Regions from separate parts of the Salmo salar genome. Here region 2 is linked to region 1. The links are chromatin contacts, called in public Hi-C maps. All regions are on one chromosome and are shown on one strand. Each heading gives the region's core, a stretch centred on a gene start, on an enhancer-like site or on the middle of the called end of the contact. The rest is flanking DNA. Distances are from core to core; before and after follow the strand shown. Region 1 holds the start of LOC106613081 (RNA-binding protein Musashi homolog 2). Region 2 holds the start of LOC106613080 (28S ribosomal protein S23, mitochondrial).

Region 1 (7,206 bases), core at 1,672-4,171:
ATTCCATTCCAGCCATGACAATGAGGCAGTCCTCCTATAGCACCTTGTTATTTAAAATGGGTCAGGTTGTGGGAATGTGTGCATTTAGCAGACTTGCAGACAGATGGGAAGTGGATAACGTGCAGACACAGAAGAAGTGGATAACGTGCAGACAGAAGAAGTGGATAACGTGCAGACAGAGGAAGTGGATAACGTGCAGACAGAGGAAGTGGATAACGTGCAGACAGAGGAAGTGGATAACGTGCAGACAGAGGAAGTGGATAACGTGCAGACAGAGGAAGTGGATAACGTGCAGACAGAGGAAGTGGATAACGTGCAGACAGAGGAAGTGGATAACGTGCAGACAGAGGAAGTGGATAACGTGCAGACAGAGGAAGTGGATAACGTGCAGACAGAGGAAGTGGATAACATGCAGACAGAGGAAGTGGATAACATGCAGACAGAGGAAGTGGATAACATGCAGACAGAGGAAGTGGATAACATGCAGACAGAGGAAGTGGATAATATGCAGACAGAGGAAGTGGATAATATGCAGACAGAGGAAGTGGATAATATGCAGACAGAGGAAGTGGATAATATGCAGACAGAGGAAGTGGATAATATGCAGACAGAGGAAGTGGATAATATGCAGACAGAGGAAGTGGATAATATGCAGACAGAGGAAGTGGATAATATGCAGACAGAGGAAGTGGATAATATGCAGACAGAGGAAGTGGATAATATGCAGACAACAGACTTGGGAGGATGAAAAATTAAAGCTAACTCAAGGTGGGGTGCTTTTTAAAAACCACATTTATTTAGAACTACATTATGTAAACAGAAAATGCCTGATGCATGAATACGGTGCATAAGAAACAAAAACATACAATGTATATATAGCCAACTAAAATCTATAAAGACAGCTGGGAATTCATTTTCACAGAAAACAAATACAGAATGACAATCACTTTATATAATATGCAGATTTAACAATAAAATGCTCCCCATCTCAAAACACTCAGATGTTGCCGGACAGAAAGCTTTGCAGTTGCCATCAGTGCTCAAATTACTTTATGTAATATGGCACTCAATGGTAAAGAAAGGTTTAGCAGAAGGTCTTGTCATATCAGGGGGGGGGGCATGCTCAGAACACACAATTAGCTAGGCTACTTATTGCCTTTAAGTGCATGTGGCTGTGAGTGTGACTAATTCAAATAACATATCACAACTCCGTAAAAGACACAATTCAATACGACATAGTCAATCATGCCAGGCAGGTGGGTCACAAAAGCACAAACACTTAAAAAAGTGACAGAAGAGATGAGACATACCGTTTTTGAGTCTAATTCGTGATGTGGCTGAGCTAAGACATTATCTACACTGGCAGCATCTACGTAAGTAACGAATCCGAAGCCCCTGTGGAAATAAACAAGAAACATTGTAATCAGTGAGTCAGTCAGTGGCCAGGAGAGTGGTCAAACAGCCTATCAGTCAGTATGTATAACTACAGCTGTTACATTGATACAAACAATAAAGCCAAATGCCAGGCTACATTGTAGCCTAACAAATATACAATGCAGCCAAATGTTACATTGTAACAAATATTTACCAAAGTTGCCTATGTTGGTGTACCCATAGGCTACTTGATATGAAAATAGTTTACCTTTCATTTTCAATTATTTCTTAAATGTAAAATGCCATTTCCTTTTAATGCTGCACAAAGAATCATGTGAATGAAGTGACATCTAATTATTTCAGGCATATTCATAGATCCGCAGGTATTCTATCTTTAGTGGTGGTCAATGTCAAATTGCGTTACCTTTGCAAAGCGCTGATTCAATCGCTTGTAAAAACTCGACGTGCGACAAAAATAAATGGCTGCTTGCTTGCTAACTGATTTAGCGTAATCATAAGGACACTGCAAAACCACAATTAATACAATTGCAAACACAGGGGGGGGATATATTAGCTAATTACCTGGAGCGTTTTGTCGTTGGATCTCTCATCACCATACACTCTCTGATTTCCCCGAATTTAGTAAAATAGTCTCTAAGGCTGTCTGCAAAAGAAACACAAACGGAGGTTACTGGTCGTTTTCATTCTTCTGTCAAATATAGAAAATACTATATGTATGAGCTTTAAATGCCTCTAGCTACTAGTATGCACATAGGGGTCGAATAGAGGACTTCAAATGATATCAAATAAAAATAACCTTGCGCGCACTGAAGTAGGTAGGTACACACACACACACACACACACAAATCAGACGTTGCAACTAGCACCGGCAGCCTCGGCTACTACAGAACACAACCCGACAATGCCACACTGTAGTCCACAAATTAATTTCTTACCTGGTGAAGTTTGCCAGCTGAGACCACCGATAAACATTTTACTGTAAGGGGAAAACACAGCAGAAGTGAGTCCAGATGTCAGATCGGCCATTTTGACGTGTAGCTAACTACTTGGCTAGCTCTAGCTAACTACTTGATATAGCGACAAAAAGCGAACAAAACGTAGGCAGAGCAGCAGCAAGAGAGCTGTAGTTATCAAGCCCAGCGAGCTATTGCTATAGAAAAAGGGGGCAGGCCGTTTGCTAATATAATCAAACAAAGGTGTAGTTGACTGCATCCGGAAGGCAACATCAACGTCAGTGCTTTGATAAGCCGTGCAATATTGATACAACGTAGCTATAACGATAAAAGTGTCAGTGCTGTCCAGTCTTACCCCGGGTCGTGTTGCGAATCATTAGGGCTTCCTCCAGATGTGGCTTGGCTCCCGTCTCCCTCCATAGCTAACCCAACTATAGCCAGTAACTAACGAAGACAGGCGGCACAACGCTACACCGAAGCACGCTAAAGACAATTTTACTGAGCCGGGAATGCAAGCGTCACACGTGGGATCAGCTCAGCCTGTGTCTCCCCTCCCCCCCTCTCCTCCCTCCCCCCCCTCTCCTCCCTCCCCCCCCTCTCTCTTCCCCCCTCCCTCCCTCTCTCTTTCCCTCCCTCCCTCTCTCTTTCCCTCCCTCCCTCCCTCCCTCTCTCTTTCCCTCCCTCCCTCTCTCTCTCCCTCCCTCCCTTGACCCACATGGGGCGGGGTAAGGGCTCGTCACCTAACCAATTCAATTGACGTCATTAAGCATTTCCCCACCCAAATACAGATGTAGCTAACTAGATTTGTTGTGCGTAAAAACAAATTTACAAAAAAATTACATTACTGTAACATTTAAATATTTAACAACAATAATGTTACTGTAGCAAATCCTATAAATCCTATATATGATTTGCTAAACCATTTTAGGGTAACATTTTCTCTACTATGCCACCATAACTGTGAAGTTACTTGGTGGAAAATGATTGAGCATGCTAACAACATGTTCTATTCATTTACACAGAATGTATGTGTCCTTACCTGGTATAGGCTATTTCCTAGATTATCATAATACTGGAATATATTTCAGATGGCCACTCAGTCGTCTGTAACATCTGTGAATTTGACATAAAACACCAGATCAGTTCTCTGCAGTTTGATGGTAGCTTAACAAATCTCACTTCATATAAGAGATAGAAAGAAAGAAAGAAAGAAAGAAAGAGACTGAGAGTGAGAAAGACAGAGACAGAGACAGAGAGAGTGGGGTGGAAGAAGAGGGCCCATTGACAGGTCATCACTCTTTTGTTTCCCCACTTCTTTATTTATGTTTTTCCCCCTTAAGTAGAGCTTTCAAACCACATGAAATAAAGGCTGCACACATCAAGCCAAAGACTTGGCCAAGCCGACTTAAATCTGACCGATTGATTGGCATGTGAAGGCTTGCGGTTTCACCTCACTGGCTAGCTAGCACTTAGGAGCTGTCTTACTGTTGGCTAACTACACAGAGAGAGGCACCGCTGGGCCTCTTCCTCCCATAGCAGTTGGTTACTTTTTACTCAGAAATTCAATGTGAGAGCACAACAAAATCCTATGCTGCAACCAAAATCATAGTTCATCCCACGCAATCATTTAGATGACAGTGTAATGTTATTTTGTATTCATTGCAGATGATTGACATTAAGGGATTAATTAATTGTTGATGGATAGATTCCAGTTGGCAAGACAGAAAAACACAATATTTGCTGAGGAGCTTTTTGTTGTTGTTGACATTTCATCTTTACAATCTAATGACTGCTTACTCGGTTGCACCTGTTGGAATTCATGTTTGCATCTGCATCTGAGGCTGCTCACAGAAAGACAAGGTTGGTGTCAGTATTAAAGCTACATGTTCAAATCTAGGTCCATGGCTTCATAATCATTTTGGAGCAGACAGTGCTCATTGAAAAAATGATCTTCAAATTTCACACACAAAAAAACATCACCTCTCTTGCCTATTTAACTTTCATGAAGTTTATAATGACATTTTAAATTAAGCGTAGCTTGCTGTAATTCAAGCTACACAATATTTTATAATTATATCATTAACAGTAACAAGAACAGTACTAAATTACAATCATACGTTCTTTAGGGTGCTAGGGCATCATCCAATTATTAAACAAGCATCATAAAATAAAGTTCTGCCCAAATACCAAATATCTATTTGATAAACCTTCACACAATTAAATGGCTACATGTGGGTAAAAAAAGCATTTCCTCTCCTCAAATGATGTTCTCTCCTCACAACATGCAACATAATAATCATCCTAAGAATACTTCCAGAACCACATGAGGGACAGAGGTGGGAAGAGGACAGGACCAGAGGACAAGAGGATATAACACAATGGAGACAGAGCCCTAACATTGTTGTAAAATATAATCGGGTTATTAAAAAAGAGAGAGTCAGGACAGTATAGCTCTACTGAATGTTTATCACTGTATAGAAATGTCTCCAGCCATCAACAACCTGTGATTTGACATCTTTAAAAGGACCTCTCATTTTCACACATGCTCCGTTTATTATAGTAGGAGTCTATGGTCACTTCCACAACAATATGCCATATATTACTTACATTTATCATAAAACACAGCGTTTATCTTGATATCTATCAACTACACTTTTCTTATGCATTAAGTGTAATGTTATTTAATTAATTTTAAACTATTTGGTTTAAAGGTTACAATGTACAATCTGCCATCTAGGAACCTAATCTGGAGCTGTACACAGCTGTGGTGAGCAAATAATAGCCAGTTCCTCAATCAATGAGTCAACATTATCTGAAGAGCTACACACACAGATGTGTGCATTGATTACCTCAGATACAGAGAGGACAGGTTCACTGGTGGTGGGCTTTAACACGGATGGAACACAATGAAATAAAGCAACAGACCTGACAGACTGGAGTTAGTTGGAGCCTCTGGAGCCCCAGGGATCTCTGACAAATTGGAGCTGCTATTAGAATGTATTGTAAAGAGGCAATTTTCCCAGATCACACCAAGTAACGGAGATAAGAGGATCCCCCAAGACTTTCTCTTCTAGGGAAGATGAGTGGAGGAGAGGAGAGGAGACTGTAGCATTATCAAAACCAAAGATAATAGGAAATGACAAACTGTGACTTCATTAACCAACTGCGGTCTTGGAGGAGTCACTTCATTTCCCTACACATGTTGCGGTGGCCCCTGAATCTGTTCAAACCGACTGTAGACAACATATTCAACTGCTATCATTTAAATCACCATATATGCATTGCAATATTACCACCAGACGCTTCTCTAAAGACAATGAACTGGAAAGGAAAATAAACAAAGTCGCTATTCTGATTACTGTGTGGTAACCACAATGTTACTAATAAATATAATATAATACCTGCTGATAAGTTTAAATAATACAATTTGATTGGTTCAACATATGATCATTACTTGCTAATTAGTCATTTAGTAGTTACAAGTAATGAGCAACATGTTGCCTAGTCCTAACTAGTCCTAGTCCTAACTAGTCCTAGTCCTCACAAGGCTACATGATACTAGGTAAGCAATACAACGTTTGAGAGAGTTCGTTCTATGTGGGAGAATGAGCAGCATAGCATGCTATTGTCTGCCACTCCATTGTCCTGCCCCAGATCTGTAGTATTTCATACCATTTAGAAGTCAGCTCCTAATAAATGTAATGGTTTGGGATTGTCATAGCGTGGCAGACAGATATTCCAATGAGAATGAGAAACCCGCTAAGCAGAGAAATAAACCCTTTTCGAGATGGCATGTTTACCACAGACATATTACTGGCCAAACTGACATATTAGTGTTCAAATAGTAACATATTGTTGACCAAACTGACATGGCTGAAATATACCAGATTAGTGTGCTGCAGCGGTTTATGTTTTTTCTGCTCAATTAACACCAAGAAAAACAAGACATGTTAGAACAGAATTCCCCATGTGAACAAGTCCCAAGTGTATTTTCCTTCCATCCTGTTGAAATGCAGACTGATCATTTCACGTGGGCTGATTGCATGGCAAAGATCCTGTTTTGTTTTTATGTGTCTTCATTAAATGTTGAAAGATTTCCACAAGTGGACCAAACCCCTATCTGTTTTTATTTGTTACTAATTAAAACACATATAATTTGCTAATGAAAAAAGCTCTCCATGCCCAGAGCAGTATCACATTACTTGCCTTTGTCGACTGGTTGCATTATGTTTTGTTTTGGTTACAGTGTGATGTGTCAGCGTTGTCTGATGCCTGTTGCTGCCAACAGCTTTAGTGCAGTGACAGCCACACATAGTCACACACAGTCACACACACACAGGCACATTCCGTTTAATAAAAATCCATCCTGTTTTTTTGTGTGTTTTTTTTACCTGGCACATCAAGAAAAGCCTTAAAACAAAAGCTGTGAGCTTTCATTCTAATGAACGTTCATCAAAAAGCTATGGGTCTGAGCATCAAAGACACAGCTTCTCTCACCAGCTGGTTAGAGAGAGAGACTCCTGCATGAGCAGGTAGGCTATCCACACTACTTTGTAATACTCTCCAAGACGCACTAGTAGATCAAATGGTGTTGAGCACCCACTCATACTTGAACTACAAAAACACACAAAACACTTTCATATATGCTCATTTTGCTTACCTGATGTTTCTTATTATCTTAATATACATTTATTCACTCAGTTATTGTGTATCAATATTATTTTTTTGTGCCTGCCCACTTATAATTCTATAGTAGGCTAAGTGCCACTTGTTCCATCCTGTTGAGTGACATCTCTAGGCTTTGCTTTGCTACTGTGTTGTTAAGCTGTCTTCATGGGTGACTTGTCAGTCCCAGTAG
Region 2 (7,206 bases), core at 2,540-5,039, 370 kb before region 1:
TCACGTCTGGAGGAAATCTGGCACCATCACTACGGTGAAACATGGTGGAGGCAGCATCATGTTGTGAGGATGTTTTTCAGCGGCATGGACTAGTCAGGATCGAGGCAAAGAATGGAGCAAAGTACAGAGAGATCCATGATGAAAACTTGCTCCAGAGTGTTCAGGACCTCAGGCTGGGGCAAAGGTTCACCTTGCAACAGGACAACAACCCTAAGCACACAGCCAAGACAACGCAAGAGTTGGCTTCGGGACAAGTCTCTGAATGTCCTTGAGTGGCCCAGCCAGAGCCTGAACCCAATCAAACGTCTCTGGAGACACCTGAAAATAGCTATGCCGCAAAGCTCCCCATCCAACCAGACAGAGCTTGAGAGAATCTGCAGAGAAGAATGGGAGAAACTCCCCAAATACAGGTGTGCCAAACTTGTAGCGTCATACCCAAGAAGACTCGAGGCTGTATTCTCTGCCAAAGGTGCTTCAATTAAGTACTGAGTAAAGGGTCTGAATACTTATGTAAATGTTATATTTAAAAAAAATAATCTAATATAAATTAGCAAAATGTCAAAAAATATATTTTGGTTTTGTCATTGTGGGGTAGTGTGGGAAGATTGACGGGGGGGGGATCATTTAATCCATTTTAGAATAAAGCTGTAACGTAACAAAATGTGGAAAAAGTCAAAGGGTCTAAATATTTTCCGAATGCACTGTAAATCTTGGTGGGGCAAAAAATGTTTTAAATGCATGTCAGCAAAGCCACTACACAACACAACCCTAAACAATACATTCATTGTACTCTAAGGGTGTCAAACGGTGCCCACAAACTGTTAGGGCCGACATAAAGCTGTCCCAACAGCAGAGTCCCAACAGCAGGCCCAACACCTTACCACTGCTACACCTGGCTATAAGAGGAGCCTTGTCTGACAGCGAAACAGTTCATTCAGCCTCATTTACTACCTTTAAAAAAACAAAGCGGATATGGCTGACTTGCTTAAACAAATGTGGTTTCTACTGACAATTGAGATGTACAAACTATGGAATAAGGGGATGACGAGCGGATAAGAGGCAATCTGTAATTTAGATTAAGTCACTAATGAGAGAGCTAGGACGTACGGAGTCAATATAACTATTTGTTCAGCACTTTTGAAATGTACAGTGCCAGAATACAGAACATGGGCCGTTCTTACAGTAAAACTTCCTGTATACCAATTCAGAACAGTAGGCTGAATTATGAGGGGAAAAAGGACCAAATTATTAGGGTGAGGCACATGGGCTACTAACAGCTTACTTCACAACATACACTGAGTATTACTTTCTTAGCTACAGTATACATATCATTACCAATGTTGAATGTTTATGCATTTAAGCTTGGAAAAGAGACCCTTAAACATAGAGTTGGACCACACACCCACTCCACTGAATAGCAGGCTAGTGGTTGCAGTTAGCCACTGATTCCTTCAAAATCACTCATTGTTGAATTTGAGATTTCCAACTTGTTGTGTAATGTTTATGTCCAATGGCCAATGAGCACCGATACGCTTTATCTGTCATCTATTTTCATAATTTCTCTTCATATGACAAGAATTGAAAAGGATTTGCCAGTAGATTGTCGACTTGATTCATGATGAAGACAGCTTTCTTGCTAGCTAAGATTTTGAAAGTATGATGTTGACATGATCAGTCCAATCAAAGCTACGGTAGATATAACGTGATTTGAATTTATTCTCTTGCCAATGACCTTGACCCTTCTTGGATGGGCACGTCTAATGTAACTCTATGGCAGCGCCCAAGGGGCTTGAATTTTCGAGCTCTCCTTGTACAGTAGATTTTGCGGTGACTAGTGTCCCCATGAGTGACAGAACACTGAGCCAATCACGGCGCAACTAGAGAACATTACCAACCCCTACACTGTTTTCTGCTGGCCGCCCCATCGCCACAGAAAGCACTGAGCTAGGCTAAAACACCAGCATTTTGGATCTGCCTTACTCAAGAAAGCAAAAAAGAGACCCTGTTTGTATGCGGCTTTATACACTGCTCAAAAAAATAAAGGGAACACTTAAACAACACAATGTAACTCCAAGTCAATCACACTTCTGTGAAATCAAACTGTCCACTTAGGAAGCAACACTGACTGACAATAAATTTCACATGCTGTTGTGCAAATGGAATAGACAACAGGTGGAAATTATAGGCAATTAGCAAGACACCCCCAATAAAGGAGTGGTTCTGCAGGTGGGGACCACAGACCACTTCTCAGTTCCTATGCTTCCTGGCTGATGTTTTGGTCACTTTTGAATGCTGGCGGTGCTTTCACTCTAGTGGTAGCATGAGACGGAGTCTACAACCCACACAAGTGGCTCAGGTAGTGCAGCTCATCCAGGATGGCACATCAATGCGAGCTGTGGCAAGAAGGTTTGCTGTGTCTGTCAGCGTAGTGTCCAGAGCATGGAGGCGCTACCAGGAGACAGGCCAGTACATCAGGAGACGTGGAGGAGGCCGTAGGAGGGCAACAACCCAGCAGCAGGACCGCTACCTCACCCTTTGTGCAAGGAGGAGCAGGAGAAGCACTGCCAGAGCCCTGCAAAATGACCTCCAGCAGGCCACAAATGTGCATGTGTCTGCTCAAACGGTCAGAAACAGACTCCATGAGGGTGGTATGAGGGCCCGACGTCCACAGGTGGGGGTTGTGCTTACAGCCCAACACTGTGCAGGACGTTTGGCATTTGCCAGAGAACACCAAAATTGGCAAATTCGCCACTGTGCTTTTCACAGATGAAAGCAGGTTCACACTGAGCACGTGACAGACGTGACAGAGTCTGGAGACGTCGTGGAGAACGTTCTGCTGCCTGCAACATCCTCCAGCATGACCGGTTTGGCGGTAGGTCAGTCATGGTGTGGGGTGGCATTTCTTTGGGGGGGCCGCACAGCCCTCCATGTGCTCGCCAGAGGTAGCCTGACTGCCATTAGGTACCGAGATGAGATCCTCAGACCCCTTGTGAGACCATATGCTGGTGCGGTTGGCCCTGGGTTCCTCCTAATGCAAGACAATGCTAGACCTCATGTGGCTGGAGTGTGTCAGCAGTTCCTGCAAGAGGAAGGCATTGATGCTATGGACTGGCCCGCCCGTTCCCCAGACCGGAATCCAATTGAGCACATCTGGGACATCATGTCTCGCTCCATCCACCAACGTCACGTTGCACCACAGACTGTCCAGGAGTTGGCGGATGCTTTAGTCCAGGTCTGGGAGGAGATCCCTCAGGAGACCATCCGCCACCTCATCAGGAGCATGCCCAGGCGTTGTAGGGAGGTCATACAGGCACGTGGAGGCCACACACACTACTGAGCCTCATTTTGACTTGTTTTAAGGACATTACATCAAAGTTGGATCAGCCTGTAGTGTGGTTTTCCACTTTAATTTTGAGTGTGACTCCAAATCCAGACCTCCATGGGTTGATAAATTGGATTTCCATTGATTATTTTTGTGTGATTTTGTTGTCAGCACATTCAACTATGTAAAGAAAAAAGTATTTAATAAGATGATTTCTTTCATTCAGATCTAGGATATGTTGTTTAAGTGTTCCCTTTATTTTTTTGAGCAGTATATATATATTTTTTGCAAACTGATATGTGACACGTGTTAATGCCGAAATAACATGCAAAACAGGCATAATAATTTTGCTAAACAGGTGGGGCTCCACCTGCCCTGAATGACGGGTCGCCACGGACTGTAGTTGATGCCTTATTGAAAGCCTCTTGTTCAGAGTGTCAGTGACCGCAGCGCTTAAAATGCAGACGATCTGGAACCCGCCCCATGTTTTTACAGTTCGCTTTCGGTGCAGTTTATCCCTGCAGAAATTACATGCGGAAGTGGTGGTCGTCCATGCTGGTGAAAATAGGCTCTGTAGTTGGTGGTTGCTAACTATGATCTTAGAGTTTACTGTATAATTACCTAGCGGCATTTTACACGCATAGTGTAGTTAAATTCAAGTCAATTATGGCAGGAAGTCGACTTGAAAAATTCGGAACCGTGTTCACGCGGTAGGTTCAAATGTCGTGTTGCTAATATTAGCCAGCATAATTTTGGTGTCAAGGTTACTGGAGGATACCATCTAGTTTTGTAGACCCTTTAGAGTTTGCTATCTAGCTAATGTTAGGTAGAAACAATTTTCTTTGATGGTTGAGTGACTTTTCTGCAACTTGTAGCCAATGCTATCTAGCCTATGGTTCCGCATAATATAAATGAATGCTAACGTTAGCTAGCTCTTTGCAATTGATAAATTGAGAGTGCATGGGATGCATTTGCTCCATTGTTCACGTTTTTGCTGATGGCTCACTGGTTTCTTTTTCAGAGTCAGAGATCTTATGCGTTCTGGAGTTGTCAAACAGTCTGACAAGCCCATTTGGTATGATGTATACAAGACCTTTCCACCCATGAAGGACCCACTTTATGTCAGACCAGTGGCCAAGATATATGGGAAGAAAGAAGAGGCTGTGCCAAACATCTTCTACAGAGAGGATGAAATCAGAGCGTAAGCTAATTAAACTGTTTACCTTAAACTTTTTACTGTCATTCAAAAGCTGTTAGGGATGGAAATGTCAATTTGTTGATCAGCACCAGACTCTCTTCCAGGAAATTTTACGAGATGTATGGAACAGGGCCCAGAGTTTTTGATCTCTCCAAATCCAGCTTTGTTTCAACATGCCAAAGGTATGGGCAGATTTTCACAATTAATCACATTGTTGGTTTGTTAAGTTTTGGGATTCCACATGTCTGTAATGCTGGATCCTAACTACTGCAATTCGATTATTTTATATATACATACATACATACACACACGTGTGTTTTTTTTTCTTCCTTTTTGTAGGTTTGTGGAGAAGTACACAGAGTTCGAGAGCCAGGGAGAGCTGGAGAAACAGTCTCTGTTTGAGGAGACTGGGAAGGCTCTCCTTGCTGAGGGCTTGGTGTTGAGGAGGAGGGGTACTCCTGCGGTGAGTAGACTGTTCAAATGATACAACTTATTAATTGTAATGCTGTCTGCCCTTTTCCCAAATACTGTATAGTACTAATCGCTTACAATCATGAGACCTTCTGTTAAACTGACTGGCTGCACTTTTGCCGCTTGGCCTGCAGGTGGCGTCAGAGACCAGGAATCCAGTGTTGGGCATGAAGCTGACAGACATGCTGGCGGAACAGCAGGCAGATGCACCTGGCGGAACACAGACACCAGGAGAAGAGAAGCCAACACAAGCACCAGTGACTCCACAGTAGGCCTCTGCAACATGGCTTCAACCACACTCTTCACCTAGGTGGAACCAACCATCCACCTCCACTGACTATAAAAAGGGGACTTTCAGTATCTGTCCAACACTAGACATACTCCTCAGTCCAGACTTTCTGAACAATGTGGATTAACAAGAAAGACTTCTTGTTATGGGTGGGCCTGGGCAGCTTTCACGACCGTCCATCTTGACTGCAGGGTTTTGTGTGGTGGTGTGTAGGAGTCAAGTTATTGTACATTTTTGGGCTGGAAACTTGTAAGATTGATGTTATGCATACGGCTGTAAATGTATATTGTGTGTGTCTACATGCACTGTACGTCCAACTGGTTACGTTGCAGTGTGTTTTCAGACTTTCGACAGGCCACGCCTGTTGATATGAGATGATGATGATCAATTAGCATTGTGAGTGATGGGTAAAGTAACTCTATATTCTAGAATGTGGCCTATTTTCCTTTTTTCCTCTGCCATTCATCCTCTGTTATGTTTCAGTCACGCTGCAGAACATTCATGCAAGACAAGCAAGCTGTGAGTGAGAGTTGATATTGCATTCTCCATTTGCTGCTGTGACAGTGTAATTCGACAGTGCCTGCCTGCCTGAGCATCTGGGATGAAATGGCGATATTAATGCCGTATTGCTTCACAGAGAAATACCACTGATCACATAACCACATCAGCCGACTGGGGATGAGAATGTGAGTAAAGAAGCATCACAGGTGCCATATTAAAATAAATGCAAGGTCAAATCTGTGGAAGGTATTCCACCAGATAGGAAAGGTTTGACATCAACACCTATACACTGATAATTAAACTATATTTTAGGTTAGTGTCTACTGCTACAATTCAAATAAGCACCGCACCAACATTGCATCCTGTTCTGAACATTATCTTGGCATATATGTATTTTTCAATATGTATCTCAAACTACCAGAATAACATTAAACAGTAACCAGTTATTAGAACTTCTGCAGGTTACCCTTTCTCTTCTCTCTAATCAGGATAATCATCCTTCTTCCTGTTCTCACCACTTGTAGAGGCATTGATCCGCTATATGACCTAGCAGCCCTGCAGTTCAACTGCCATTTGAAAATAAATCTAAAGAGGGCTTATATCTAGAGCCTTGGCTTTGATGTGGAACAGCACTGGTCGGAGTTATTTGCTCTGGAAAAAGCTAGCATCCATGAGCGTTTTCACAGTACCACAGTTCCCCCTTCTCTTTCCTCCATCGTCTTTTCAAAAAGATGACCTTGGAGGCATTTCTCATTATCAGCTGTCTTTCTGTTTATCGAAAGGGAAAACTGTCCATCTCACAGTCTATTCTGCGCTCGCACAGAGAGGAGAAATGATATCAACACCATAATGGAATGGGTGATTGTCTGCACACAGTCAAAGCGAAAGCAATTCTGTGGCGGCAGGATGGCAAGACGGTCTGAGGGCCTAATGAACAGGAGGGAGGGATAGAATTGGGGAGAGATGTAGAGGAGGGAGCGAGTCAGGTTGGGAATGAGACGAACAATCCTTGTCTGTCTGCCGTGTCCACAGGCTGAGGGGAGAAACGGACACTCAGTGGGGTGTGTTGGCAACCTGTGGCTTGACGCAATCCTTAAAGGTGTTGATTTTGCACTGTTTTCCTTTTATCTTATTTTAAGTGTTAAATAATATATACTGAACGAAACTAAACAATTTCAAATATTTTACTGTTACAGTTCATAGAAGGAAATAAGTCAATTGAAATAAATTCATTAGGCCCTAATTTATGGATTTCACATGAATGGGCAATGGCCATTTCAGAGCCAGTCCCAGCCAATCAGAATGAGTTTTTCCCCACAAAGGGCTTTGTTACACACAGAAGTACTCCTCAGAACCACACCCCCTCCTCAGATTATCCCGTAGGTGAAGAAACCGGATGTGGAGGTCCTCGGCAGGCGAGGTTGC

Evidence for each region. Hi-C and Micro-C count contacts between places; a contact is called where the count stands out from the background.
Region 2: a contact with region 1 is called in a Hi-C map of muscle, with 11 times the contacts expected there. The contact joins the promoter of LOC106613080 here to the promoter of LOC106613081 in region 1. A contact is called at or near these places in 2 of 3 Hi-C or Micro-C datasets (gill and muscle).

What each region holds. Positions count from the first base shown.
Region 1 is chrssa09:138,103,027-138,110,232 of Ssal_v3.1, reverse strand. LOC106613081 (RNA-binding protein Musashi homolog 2) reads right to left here and starts at 2,921. Exons shown (of 14, transcript XM_045724688.1): 1 at 2,704-2,921; 2 at 2,331-2,371; 3 at 1,957-2,038; 4 at 1,311-1,395. The coding sequence starts at 2,768.
Region 2 is chrssa09:138,474,050-138,481,255 of Ssal_v3.1, reverse strand. LOC106613080 (28S ribosomal protein S23, mitochondrial) reads left to right here and starts at 3,789. Exons shown (of 5, transcript XM_014214978.2): 1 at 3,789-3,880; 2 at 4,344-4,523; 3 at 4,625-4,702; 4 at 4,860-4,983; 5 at 5,126-7,206. The coding sequence starts at 4,357. The coding sequence ends at 5,263.